2 separate regions of the Rattus norvegicus genome follow, and region 2 is linked to region 1. A link is a contact called in public Hi-C data. All regions are on one chromosome and are shown on one strand. Each heading gives the region's core, a stretch centred on a gene start, on an enhancer-like site or on the middle of the called end of the contact. The rest is flanking DNA. Distances are from core to core; before and after follow the strand shown.

Region 1 (5,935 bases), core at 2,559-5,058:
GTGTGTTGCAGGGTTCTGTTGCAGCCTTAGCTCTGAACATCCCACACGTGCAGTTTACATTGTGTGTGCCATCGCTTCCCAGACTGCCTCAGCTTAGGGTCCCGATTATTGCATGGGTTGCAGTATTTTCTAACACACACACACACACACACACACACACACACACACACACACACACAATTTTCTGCTCTTACAGAAACGTGATGATTTAATTATGGAAAAGGCAGACACTATTTTCCCCACTGCCACTCCTCAGCACATAGCACACTTGGATATCTTTTGATTGTGTGAGGATGTTTTGTTTTAAAAATTTTAAAAATTGCTGTTGGAGACATTGGCTTGAAATTCATTACAGGGAATGTTAAATGACTGTTGGCTTGGGATTGGGACAAGGTTTCCAACAACTCCTGAAATGATCCTACATCGGCTTCTTCTGTTTTGTGCTGTGCATTTTTCTGATAGTAGAGTTTCTCAGCATTGACAACTCTAAAATCAAACGTTGCCCAATCCTGAGAAACATGAAGATGCTTCCAAAGAGAGTAGAGAAATATGACCGGCAATGGTGAAGGACAGTGTCTGCCTTCTTCCATCACTTGGGAGGTAGAGACAGACAGATCTCTAAGCTCTAGCCAGCCTGGTCTACAAAGTGAGCTCCAGGATGGCCAGTGCAACATAGAGAACCCTGTCTCAACAAACCAAAAAGAAAAAAGAAAAATATCTAATTTCTTGAGGCTGGAGCCTGGACCCATCCCTTCTTATAACAGATCCAGGGGGCTGAAAGGAAGGCCTCACTTTTCAGTGGAGACAGAAGTTTCTATTGCCATCCAAAGTAAGTGGATTCATGCTTGGCTCCCAGTTTGTTTCTTTGAACACTGTCTTAGTCAGTGTCTCGTTGCTGTAAAGAGACCCCACGCTGTGGCAACTCTTATAAAAGAGAGCATTTAAATGGGCCTGGCTTACAGTTCCAGAGGTTTAGTCCATTGTCATCATGGCAGGGAGCATGGTGTCGTGTAGGCAGACAGGTGCTGGAGAAGGAGCTGAGAGTTCTACATCTGGATCCACAGATAGGAGTTACGAAAAGTTATGACACACTTCTCCCAGCAAGGCCACATGTACTCCAACAAGACCACACCTCCTAACCTCTCCCAAGTAGTGCCATTCCCCAACGACTGAGCATTCAAATACATGAGCCTTTTGGGGGCTGCTGGTTTCCCTACAACCACAAGCAACTTGCTCTGACATTTCTATTTCTTTGGGGATCAATTTTCTAGGGTTTATATACTGTCCATAGTTACTAGATCTACATTCTTATACTATATTAGGGGTGGAGTATTATTATTTTTATGCGTGTACTTGTATGTGTGCATGTGTGTGCCCTTGCATACATGCATGGGTCCTTGTGTTCCACAGCATCTATTTGGAAGTCAGAGGACAACCAAGAGTCAATTCCCCCCTACCTCGTGGGTCCTGGGGGTTCAAACTCAGGTCACTCGGCTTGACGTCAACCATGTTTATCTGCTGAGTACGGGATGAGTCAGTATGTGTTTTTTAAACTCCTGTCTAACTTGCGATTATGTCTTTCTTTTGATTTTTTTAACATTTTTTACTAGCCTAGACTCATATTTGCCTAATAATTTTTGTTAGATGAGATATCATATATGAAATAGTGTTTTAAGGTGATAATAATTAATATGAAAATTTAACTAAACCATGAATGGGGAGTGATAAAGGAGGAGTCATAATGCCTAGGAGAAGACATGATCTGTAATGCAAGTGGCTTCAGGGCAGCTCAATCTCTTTGTTTTTTTTTGTTTGTTTGTTTTGTTTTTTTGTTTTTTTGTTTTGTTTTTTTTTTTTCCGGAGCTGGGGACCGAACCCAGGGCCTTGCGCTCACTAGGCAAGCGCTCTACTGCTGAGCTAAATCCCCAACCCCCGCTCAATCTCTTTGTAATATTTGCTCTTCCTCTGGGACTTTTTCTCAGAGCTGGGATTGAACCTGGGGCCCTGTACATACAAAACTCCACCAGTGAGCTACATCCCCAGCCCTACTTGACTTTAAAAAAAAAAAATTCTGTGAGGCAGGCATGGCAGTGCAGGCTTTGAATTCCAGCAGAGCTCTTGAATTTGAGGCCACCCTGATCTACATAGTGAGTTCCAGATGGGCCAGAGCTACAAAGTGAGATGCTGTCTCCAAAAGAGAAAAAAAGAAAAGTGGCAAAACATACAGTTTACAGTTTGGAGCACACGGTTCAGTGGGGTACATACTCTCGCTGATGGGTATCACATCGTCTGTCCTCAGAGGTTCTTCGTCTCGCAAAACTGAAGTCGTAAGGCAATTCAACAGTACCTCCCCATTACCCTGGCCATGGTGCATATGGAGGCGGCACATTCTTCCTTCTGTGTCTATAAATTTTACTGCTCACGAACTTCATACAACTACTATGAACGACCAGCATTTGTCTTTCTTCACATATCTCATGTATCGTGATGTTTTCAAGACTCATCCCTGTCAGATCATGTGACAGATCGTGCAACCTTTAGAAGGTTAAATAACACTCTAGTGTGTACATGCTCACCCACACCTCCACCCTACCCCCCAATGCATGTAGGCCACACATACACCACATCAATGGACACTTGGGTCCATTAAAAATAGGGTTCTGACTACTTTGAATAGTATTCCTGTGAACATGGGAATGCAAATGTCTACCAAGGACCCACTCTCAGCTCTGTGGGGCATTTACTTAGGAAAGAAATTGCTAGATGAATTGTAATTCCACTTTCAATATCTGACTAAACAATACGCTGTTCCTTACCCTTTTGAATTGCCTTTGTTGACTTTTTATTTGCATCTGGGTTTTGATCTGCAGACTTCATTTAATCTTAAACATCTTGTAGGCTTTCATTAGGATTTCTTATCGACCCATTCAGTTGGGTTGAATAACTTTGTTTCCACCAAACAAAAAGCAAAACTCCTCAAACAATGGAGATGTGCCTTCCAGGATTTTGAAATCCGGTAATTTAGACCTTTGAACATTGTGGACTTCAAACCTGAGGACAAATCACGAGAATACAATACCCTCACCATTATAGTTAATTTCTACTGCCATGACTTAGACAACTTATAAAATAAAGCATTTAATTGGGGCTCACAGCTCCAGAGGGTGGTAGAATATATGACCATTCTAACTCATGGAAGATGTGTGGAAACCCTCCCATCCACGCACTGTGGGTGAATCACCACAGAGGGAAGAGGCAGTTCGACAGCCGCTCTGGTTTAATGTAGCTCCTGTTGGTTCCTTGGGATATAACAGTGAAAGCGTCCAGAGTTTAGTATTCTGACACATAACCTGCCAAGCTTATGGAGAGGGTCGCGGAGCCTCCAGCACCAGGCGAACATCTGGCTCATTTTCTCAGTGGGGTCCATCTGTAATGTCTGCAGCATTTGGGGCATGGGAGGATTTGGTACTATCTGAGGATGACAGAGTCACCCAGGCCTGGAAGAGGTTGGGATTTAGGCTTCTCCTTCCTCTGTGAACATCCACTTAGCTGTCCCACCCCTGGCCAGTCTCTTCCTGCTCCTCGTCGGTAACTCCTGTGGTTCTATCAGACATTGACTAATTCTTTTTTTTTTTTTTTTTTTTTTGGTTCTTTTTTTCGGAGCTGGGGACCGAACCCAGGGCCTTGCGCTTCCTAGGCAAGCGCTCTACCACTGAGCTAAATCCCCAACCCCAGACATTGACTAATTCTTGAGAGATGCTCATAGCTCTAAGCCTGAAGTGCTTCTCTAGTGTGGCTGGATGAGTCCCAAACTTCTCTAGCACCATGGGAAGTGAAGCCATCTGCTCCTGTCTCACTGCCTGTCTTCTCTGCCAAAGTCTTGAATCTTCAGCTTTAAAAAAAGAAAGAAAGAAAGAAAATCACCTGATACCCTTCAATAGTCAAGCTCTTCAGATTCCAACTCAAGGTCAAACTCCTTGTGGGAAGCCCAGAAGTAGGCGATGAGCCAAGAGTTGGCCAAATCAAAGTGAGCTGTGATGCTTTGCAGGGAGGAGAAACTTGGTCAGGGCACAGCTGTTCAAACAAGGTAAATACTTTAACTCAGCTTTCCAAACACTTCTGGGTCTTTGCAGTCAGCCTAGCACCTGCAACCGTGTGAGAATTCATCATGTACTCCCTTAGCTGTTTCTTTTCTAGTGGAAGATCCATTTGATCAAAGGGAAGAGGGTGAGTGTGGTAGCTTGGGTGAGAATGGCTCCCCCGTAGGCTCATATGTTTAATAGAACTATTTGGGAAGGACCAGGGGGTGTGGCCTTGTTGGAGGAAGTGCTTCACTGGAGACTGACTTCAAGCTTTCAACAGGCCAGGCCATCCTCAGTCAGTCTTCTCCCCACCTTGTGCTTATGGGTCAGTGGTCAGTTCCCAGCAATGGTCCACAGCCATGCTTCCTGCCATGATGGTCACAGACTCTGCGACCCTCTGGAACCAAGAGACCCAATTAAATGACCTCTTTTATAAGTTGCCTTGGTCATAGTGTTTGGTCACAGCAAGAGAAAAGTAACCAAGAAGCTGTTAATTATAGCATATTGCTGTAATAGGCCTTACCATGCTGGTTTTTTGATAAATGATGAAGATTTTGGGACTTTTTGAACTAAAAAAAAAAGTGGTTGAAAGCCATAAGTGGGCCTTAACGGGCTATCACAGTGTACTGGCTAGTTTTGTGTGTCAACTTGACACAAGCTAGAGTCACCAGAGAGGAAAGAGCCTCAGTTGAGGAAAGGCCTCCAGGAGATCCAGCTTTAAGGCATTTCCTCCATTAGTGATCAGTGGAGGAGGTCTCAGCTCTTTGTGGATGGTGCCATTCTTAGGCTAGGCTGGTGGTTCTGGGTTCTAGAAGAGAGCCCCTGAGCAAGTCAGTAAGCAGCATCCCTCCACGGCCTCTGCTTCAGCTCCCGCCTCTAGGATCCTTTCCTATTTGAGTTCCTGTCCTGACTTCCTTCAATGATGAACAGCAATGTGGAAGTGTAAGCTGAATGAACCCTTTCCTCTCCACCTTCCTTTTTGGTCATGGTGTTTCATTGCAGCAATGGAAACCCTAGCCAAGATACATAGTAAGACCCTGTCAGACAGTAGTGCTGAGAACAATATAAATTATGGAGGCATAGCTTAGACGTTTCCAGAGGGGAACAGTATTAACAACTGGGACAGAGATCATTTCTGTGATAATTTGGCTGGTGTTTGTCCTAACAATCTGCTTGAATCTAAACTGAAAAGTTTTGGCCTAATTTCATTGGCGGTGGAGACACCAAGGCAACCTAGTATTAGTGAGCCACCTGGTGATTAGTGATCACTCTTTTTTTTTTCTTTTCTTTTCTTTTTTTTTTTTCTCGGAACTGGGAGGAACTGGGAATCGAACCCAGGGCCTTGCGTTTGCTAGGCAAGCGCTCTACCACTGAGCTAAATCCCCAACCCCTAGTGATCACTCTTATGCAGATCTACAATACAAAAGGAGGAAGCAGAACAAGAAGAAATACAAAATCAGTTCCAGGAGAAAAAAAGACGAGAGAATGTAAGGTTGGAGCCAAGACTTGTGCTCAAAGACACAGGACGTTTAAAGAAAGGCCTGATGTGAAATGAAATGGAATAAAGGGGGGTGTGTCCTCTGGGAAAGACCTCACCCAGCTAAGCTTTGAACTTGTAAAAACAAAATGCTCCGGGAATATTCTGCTCCTGAAGTAAAGCAAGGCTTTTTGAAAATCATCAATGAATCAACGCTTGTGCAGATTCTGCCTTAAGCAGGCGGCATGAAGTTGACGATATTGGTCACCTGGCTCTGGCTTTGGAGTCAGGAAGGATAGATACAAAGCAAAGGGGTTGTGGAATCTTTCTCCATGGTGAAGGAAAGCCATTGAGGTCAGGTGTGGTGTGTGTGTGT
Region 2 (6,414 bases), core at 3,197-5,696, 57 kb before region 1:
TGATATGAGAATGACATAGACACAGGCACATGCTTGAATCCTAGGGCTTGGGAGGTAGAAACAAAAGAATCAGGAGTTCACAGCCAGTCAGTTATAGAGCAAGTCCAAGGCTAGCCCAGGCTTCATAAGACCTACTCCAAGAAAGAAAAGAGAAAAGAAAGCCATGAGAGAAGGACGGAGACTCCAAACTGAAGCTGTCTTGGGGAGAACAACTGTGAGGCCTAGAGTTCGGAGACTTTCAGCTGAGGTGATTGAGGAGCGTGGCTGCTGGGTGGGGCAGTTAGCCAGCTGAGTCATTACCAACAAAATGTTCTGGACTGGACCAACCCTTGCCCCTAGGAATCAATCCCCCAAAGACCTGTGACATTCAAGGAATTTCTGCCCAGTGGCTCAGAAAAATGTTTGTCAGAACCTTTTTTCCTGGTGCTTCAGTCCTGGCTGGAGATGTAAGGTCACTAATTAGTGTGGCTGTCACAAGGTTAATGTCTTTGTAGATGTCCCTGGGACAGGCTGGGACAGGGCCACTAAGTGGATGTGGTGGGAGCTGATCCCTCCAGGTGATGGGAAGACTGACCGGTACATACATCCCCACCTGAGAATTCTGTGTGGGGTGGGGGTGGGGTCCACACGCCCAGAAAGGGGAGAGAGCAACCTCAATATCCCTCAAATGGGACCGTGGTTCAGCCCAGAGCCAGGAAGGAGCACCTGACATCCCGAGACTGATACTACTGTCCCCACAGTACAGATGACAAAAATAAAGGGATCCACTCAAGGTCACAGAACTCGGAAGGGACGGAAGGGACAGAGAAAGGTACCCTAAACCTCTGGAGATTCGCATTGCTTCCGTGAAGCCCTGACTCAAAGCAGACTTCAATCCCCTCTCCTTTCTGGACCTATCTTTCTCCTTCGCTGAGGGAGGGATCCAGGGAGAGTCTATGGAGACAAGTCTGAGCTCACGTTTGCAAATTCAGGAGGAAGCCACAGCCAGCACCTCTGGAGCCAGGTGCTCCAGGTCCTCTGGTGACTGGAAGGGACAGGCTCGTTCTGGCTGGGAAGTCATGTAACCACTGAAGGTGAAGCAGGGGTGGTGGGAGGGGCAGCCAGAGCTCTTGGGAACTGGGATGCCATGATGCTTGTGCCCTGACTGGAGGTATGACTTCCACAGGTTACACAACAATGGGGACAGCTGCTATTTGTCCTGTGCCATGGACATGCTTCAAGTCGCCTCCTCAGTGTGGAACCACCACCTCAAAGAGGCTCAGAGAGGTTCATGGAGTGGGCCAGGGTCACAAAGCTGAAAGGAAAACCTGGACTTGCTTTACTCTGAAGTCCATGCATTGAGCTCTATCCCTGTACTGTCTCTCCAGCTGCAACTTGGTCACCTCTACCAGAGAGGGCAAGCGTAGAGGAAACGGCTGAGGCTGGCTGGTGGCCAGAGAGCGTTGGACAGGAGAGGCAGACTGGTAATCCTAGAGGAAATACTGAATGATTCAGACCCTCAGGGTACCCTTGCACCAGCGCCACGATGCTTATCTGCATCCCTGGTGGGGCTTGGGTGCAGGACGCTGGTTGCCTGAGGAGAGGCTGATGTTGCCACTCTTCCTGAGGAGAAGTTCTGTAGAAGGGAGTAAGAGGGAGGGAGACTCTGATCCTCCTGACTCTTTGTCTCCATCCACAATTCGGTAGCCATCCTGATAATAGGCGCTGGGTTGGTTGGTCGTGTTGTTTGTTTGTTTGTTTGGTTGGTTGGTTGGTTGGTTGGTTTGGGTTTTTTGTTTTCCCATGGGAGTTATGTAGCAGAGTGATTGGTTTCTGGAACGGCAGTATAGAGAACCACGGCTAAGAAGCCCACCCCTCCCCTCAGAGAGCTGTTCTGGCTACTCAAGGAAGGGGATCTGCCTGAAGAGAACAGGTGGAGGACACTGTGGAGGAGAGAAATCTTCCCACACCACACTGCCCCCACTGAGGAGAAGCTTCCAGAAAGCATGGGAAGTGTGCAGAACCTGAGAAATGCACAGGTTCGTTTCTGCATGGCTCAGGGGAGAGGCAACAAGGGGCTTCTAACATGAGAGTCACAAACACCACGTTTACTGCTCTCGAGACTACAGATCACCATAGAGCTCACCGCTCTGGGGCTGAATGGGTCTGACTTAGGGCCTCTGATCCCTTGCCGGTACCAAGACCAACGTTACTTTGTAGACAACCTTGCTTGCCTGTCCGCCTGTCTGTTGGTTGAGCCAGAAGTCAGATAGGCCTCAGCAGGACTGCCAGCCACAACAGTGTGGACAGCAAACTTGAAGTCAGCCCCCACCCTCCCTCGCACTCCTCCCCCTAGCATTTAATTTCACCTCTGAGATAGTCACAGACAAGCCACCATCTGGGCAAACAGAGCCTGTGGACCTCGCAAGGGGAATAAGCCAGCCTTAAACCATAAGAAGAACAAGAGGCATGGGAGGGAGGACTAGACTGTCATTCACATTCAAGTGTTCCTCGTGTGCCCATCCCTTGCCAGGCACTGAGCGCTGAGGAGCTGGGAGGACTTTCTTGTCATGAATGAAATGACCCCTTTTGTAACTCCCTCTCTACAGTCAGCCTCTGAGCCACTGAGTGGGTCTGTCCCTAATCCTGTGATGTCCGAAAGGGAATTCCCAACTCTGAGTCTTCAGAGAGCCACCCTGAACGCCTTCCTGGAGCCACATAAGTTTCCACTTCCTGACCACTCTCCAGACTGGTCATTGGCATCTGTCTTTCTTCTCAATCAGAGAGTGACACACAGTGGCCCGATGAGCCCAGCCTAACCCACTTCTTGCTTTTATAAAGCTTTGTTAGAACTCAGCCATGGTCACTCGTTTGCTCTTAAACATGGCTGCATTTTTTGCTACAGTGGCAGGCTCGAGTCACTACACGAAAGACTGCATGACCCACCAAAGCTTAAGATACTCACTGGCGCTCTACAGAGTGTCCTGAGCCAAGGCCCAAGTGACTATGCCTTTACTTTCCCCACAGACACTACAGTTAATAAATGGAGAAGAGTCTGGTGGTAAAAAGGAGGCCCAGAGACCTGGAAGGAAGGACTCCTGATGAAGAACGGTCACAGAGTCCCACAGTCCAGCAAGGCCACACTTCCCCACAATTCAGATATCGACATATACAAACATATGCAAAGCTGGGGCTCACGATCTGGTCTTCTGTGCTGTCTTCCGGGGCGTATCTGTGAGTGGATACAGACATCTGTGTTTGTATGAGCCGAGAACACCTGCAGGAACAGGGCAGTGTGGTAGTCTGAGGTGCGATTAGAAACCGCAGATCCTTAACTCGGGAGAACAAAAGCGCTCAAAACCACAGCTGGCACGAGGCCCACAAAGGGCTGAGCATCTGTGGCTGGAGGCATGGTCTGGTCAACCAAGTGTGTGTCTGTGTGTGTGCACAGAGAGGAAAAAGCCACACCCAATGGCTGCCACAGACTGCCTCCTAGAAAACTTTGACTCTCCCTGAATTTAAAGCGGAGGTGGGGTTTTTTTTCTTTTTCTTTTTCTGTCTTTTTTTTTTTCCTAGTCACCATAGTGACTAAAAATTCAGGGTGAAGAGCTAAAAGGGAAACAAGACAGCCTCAAAAGCACATGCTTTGTCCTTAGCTTGGTCTAGCCTCATGCTTAGAGAATGCATGCACATGCACATGCACACACACACACATGCACATGCACACACGCACACACACCCTCTGTGTTGCAAACCTAGATAAGGAGTCTGAAAGATGGTATTCTCTTTTCTCCGTAATGACATTTTCCAGAGTCCCTACCATTTGGTGCTTAAGCTCTTTTGCCCTGGGTTCTGGTTCCACGGCTGTGTTGAAGTTGCTTCCCCTGAGGCTACTGGAACACTTGATTAGTGGGGAGGTCAGTAACCATGGTAAGGTGTAGCTCTAAATATCCCCCAAGGGACCCTGAAGAAAGGAGACGGGAGGGTGACAAGCTTGGCTCTCCTGAGACACTACAAGCAAGTGAAGCAGTTGGGTACCACGTGTGTGCCAGCATCTGTCAGAAACCTCAATAAACTTTCATTCTTCCCCTCACCATACATGGGTGAAGAGCTAAGAAAGAAAGCAGTGAGGTCCACCATGAGAAGAAGCATCTTTGGGCCTTGACTCTACTCTGGGGCTCAGGCAGATGGCAGGAATCACAGACCCCTCCACACTTATGTCCAGCTCTGGATTCCAAGGGGGGGGGGAATGGCCTTCTCTGGCTTACCACCCTCAGAGGTCATCTGGGCAGGCGGGCCTCTCTCTGGGCCTTCCCAGACCCTTTCTGTCGTGAGTCTGGCAGGGGCCTTGGTGATGGCACTAGGCCAGAGTCTCTTCCTTCCATGCCCAGGGTCACAGCCAGAGTGGAAACACAGCTGCCTCTGCCAAGTCTCCCCAGCCACAGCCCTAGGGTGAGGTCACTTGGCTTTTGCTCTGTGATCCTCCGCAGGCCAGTGAATCAGACAAGCACTGCCCAGAGTGAGCCTCCAGGGAGAGGTGAGCAAGTGGAAGGGAGGCTCCAGAACTGGCTATGGCTTGGGCAGGCCGCTTGAATTTCCATTTCCTTCCTATTGATTAAGTGATCTCCAGATATCTATTTTCTTCTTTAAAGGGGCAGATGAATTAATATGCATCCCTGGTGGAATGGGGAGCTAGGCTCTTAGTTTGTCTTGTCCACCTCCTCCTGCTCCTTTAACTTGTTTTTGTTTCGTTTTGCTAAGCATGGTCTCACTAAATATTAACTTGGGATCCTTCTGCTAGGAGTACAGGTTTGTGTCACCACATCTGGTTCTTCTTTTATCTTAATAAACCAGAGATAGATGGTTCATTTACTGCCCGAGGCAAATGTGCAAGATACATGCACAAAACCAGGCAGTGGAAATGCCCTCAGAGGCTGCCTGGAGCCCTAGATGCCTTGAGAAAAGACTGAGCAGCTTCAGGAACTATCACAACTGTCCATGAACCCAGGTGTCCTGCCTGTCATCCATGCCTCCTTCTCTTCTTCCCCTTGTCTTCTGTACCATTCTCCCCACCATCACTCACTCCCTCCATCCCCATCCATCCCTCCATCCATCCCTCCATCCCTCCATCCCTCTTGTCTCCCTACTCCCACCCACCCGTCCTTCCATTTATGCAGTCCTGTCTTTCCACTGGCTCATTTGCCCATCCTCTCTACCCAATACGTTCACTGTCTGTATTTTTATAAACACCTACTTGAGCTAGATACTGCTTAGGTTTAAATGGTCACATCTATATTCATGTCTAAATCTGTTATCTGAATAAACCATGAGCCTATTCTAGAAATATCTCAGAGGGAAGAAGGGACTCCAGGACCCCAAGGCGCCGCTTGAGAAATATAATACAGTAGACGTGTTCAGGAGAAGTAGTCCAAGGGGGACTCTCAGCCGTTGGGTGGTCAGAATGGGCTTCCCTGGGCATCCTTGAGAGGTCTGAAGAGGAGAGGTTTATCATGCAGGTAACACAGGCTAAAGGCATAGAAAACTAAAGGCACACAACCATGGAGGCAACTGGGAGGATCCTGAAGGCCAAAGGAAGGCACTGAGTTCAAGGGTTCTGGTTCATGGAGAGGGAAGAGGCAGGCAAGCTAAGCTGAACCTTAGTCTCCAGCGACAAAGAGTCCTTGCTGAGAACCCCAGGCTGGGCCCTGAGAATGCAAGTGTCCCTGGAACACAGATCCACTAGAGTGTAGGGGGGGAGCTTCACAACCGGAACATGTCACTGGAGGCAGAAGATTGTGGAAGGTCACTCTGGTAAGTAGCCAGGGAGAGATGGTGTGGTCTGACCATCAGGGATCAGCTGGAGAGGATGAGAAGAACTGAGTGTCATTTAAGGGACAGAAAAACAAGTTGTGGACAGGCGGTGAGCCTGGTGATTCTGAAGGCTCCTCATGGATCAAAGGATGATGTTGGAGGTCCAGAGCGTAAGAAGACGTGGGGTGGGAGGGTAGGTGGAATTATGGGTGTCTGCATTCTTGAGGACTTTGGAAAGAGAGGACTGACTATCCTCTAATACCTATTAGTTTATCTGCCCAGCGATGCTCTTGGACAAAGGGTGGTCATTCATTCATTCATTTGTTCATTCATTCATCCATTCATTTGCTTTCTTTTACTTGTTTTCTTTTTATTTCTTTTTAAATAAGATTTTTCTGTGTATCCAAGGTTGGCTTCGAACTCACTATATCACTATATTATAGTACTCAGGTTGGCCTTGAACTCACTGCTATCCTCCTGTCTCAGCCTCTTTGGTGCTGGAGATACAGTGTGTACCTCCATAGCCAACTTCCATTTACTTTCAAATTTCTCTATGAACCAAACGAGGGAGGTAACTCAGTTGGTGAAGAGCTTGCCTTGCAAGCAGGAGGACCTGAGTTTGGT

What was found. Hi-C and Micro-C count contacts between places; a contact is called where the count stands out from the background.
Region 2: a Hi-C map of frontal cortex shows a contact between it and region 1, with 1.9 times the contacts expected there. The contact joins two enhancer-like sites. A contact is called at or near these places in 5 of 12 Hi-C or Micro-C datasets (the Rat2 cell line, Schwann cells, frontal cortex and 2 more).

What each region holds. Positions count from the first base shown.
Region 1 is chr6:125,231,709-125,237,643 of GRCr8, reverse strand. No RefSeq gene overlaps it. Among named protein-coding and RNA genes, the nearest start is that of Calm1, 17 kb to the right of the region's middle. Within about 2 kb of position 3,808, at least 6 of the 93 cell types and tissues checked have an H3K27ac peak or open chromatin away from gene starts, as enhancers often do.
Region 2 is chr6:125,288,668-125,295,081 of GRCr8, reverse strand. No RefSeq gene overlaps it. Among named protein-coding and RNA genes, the nearest start is that of Calm1, 75 kb to the right of the region's middle. Within about 2 kb of position 4,446, at least 25 of the 93 cell types and tissues checked have an H3K27ac peak or open chromatin away from gene starts, as enhancers often do.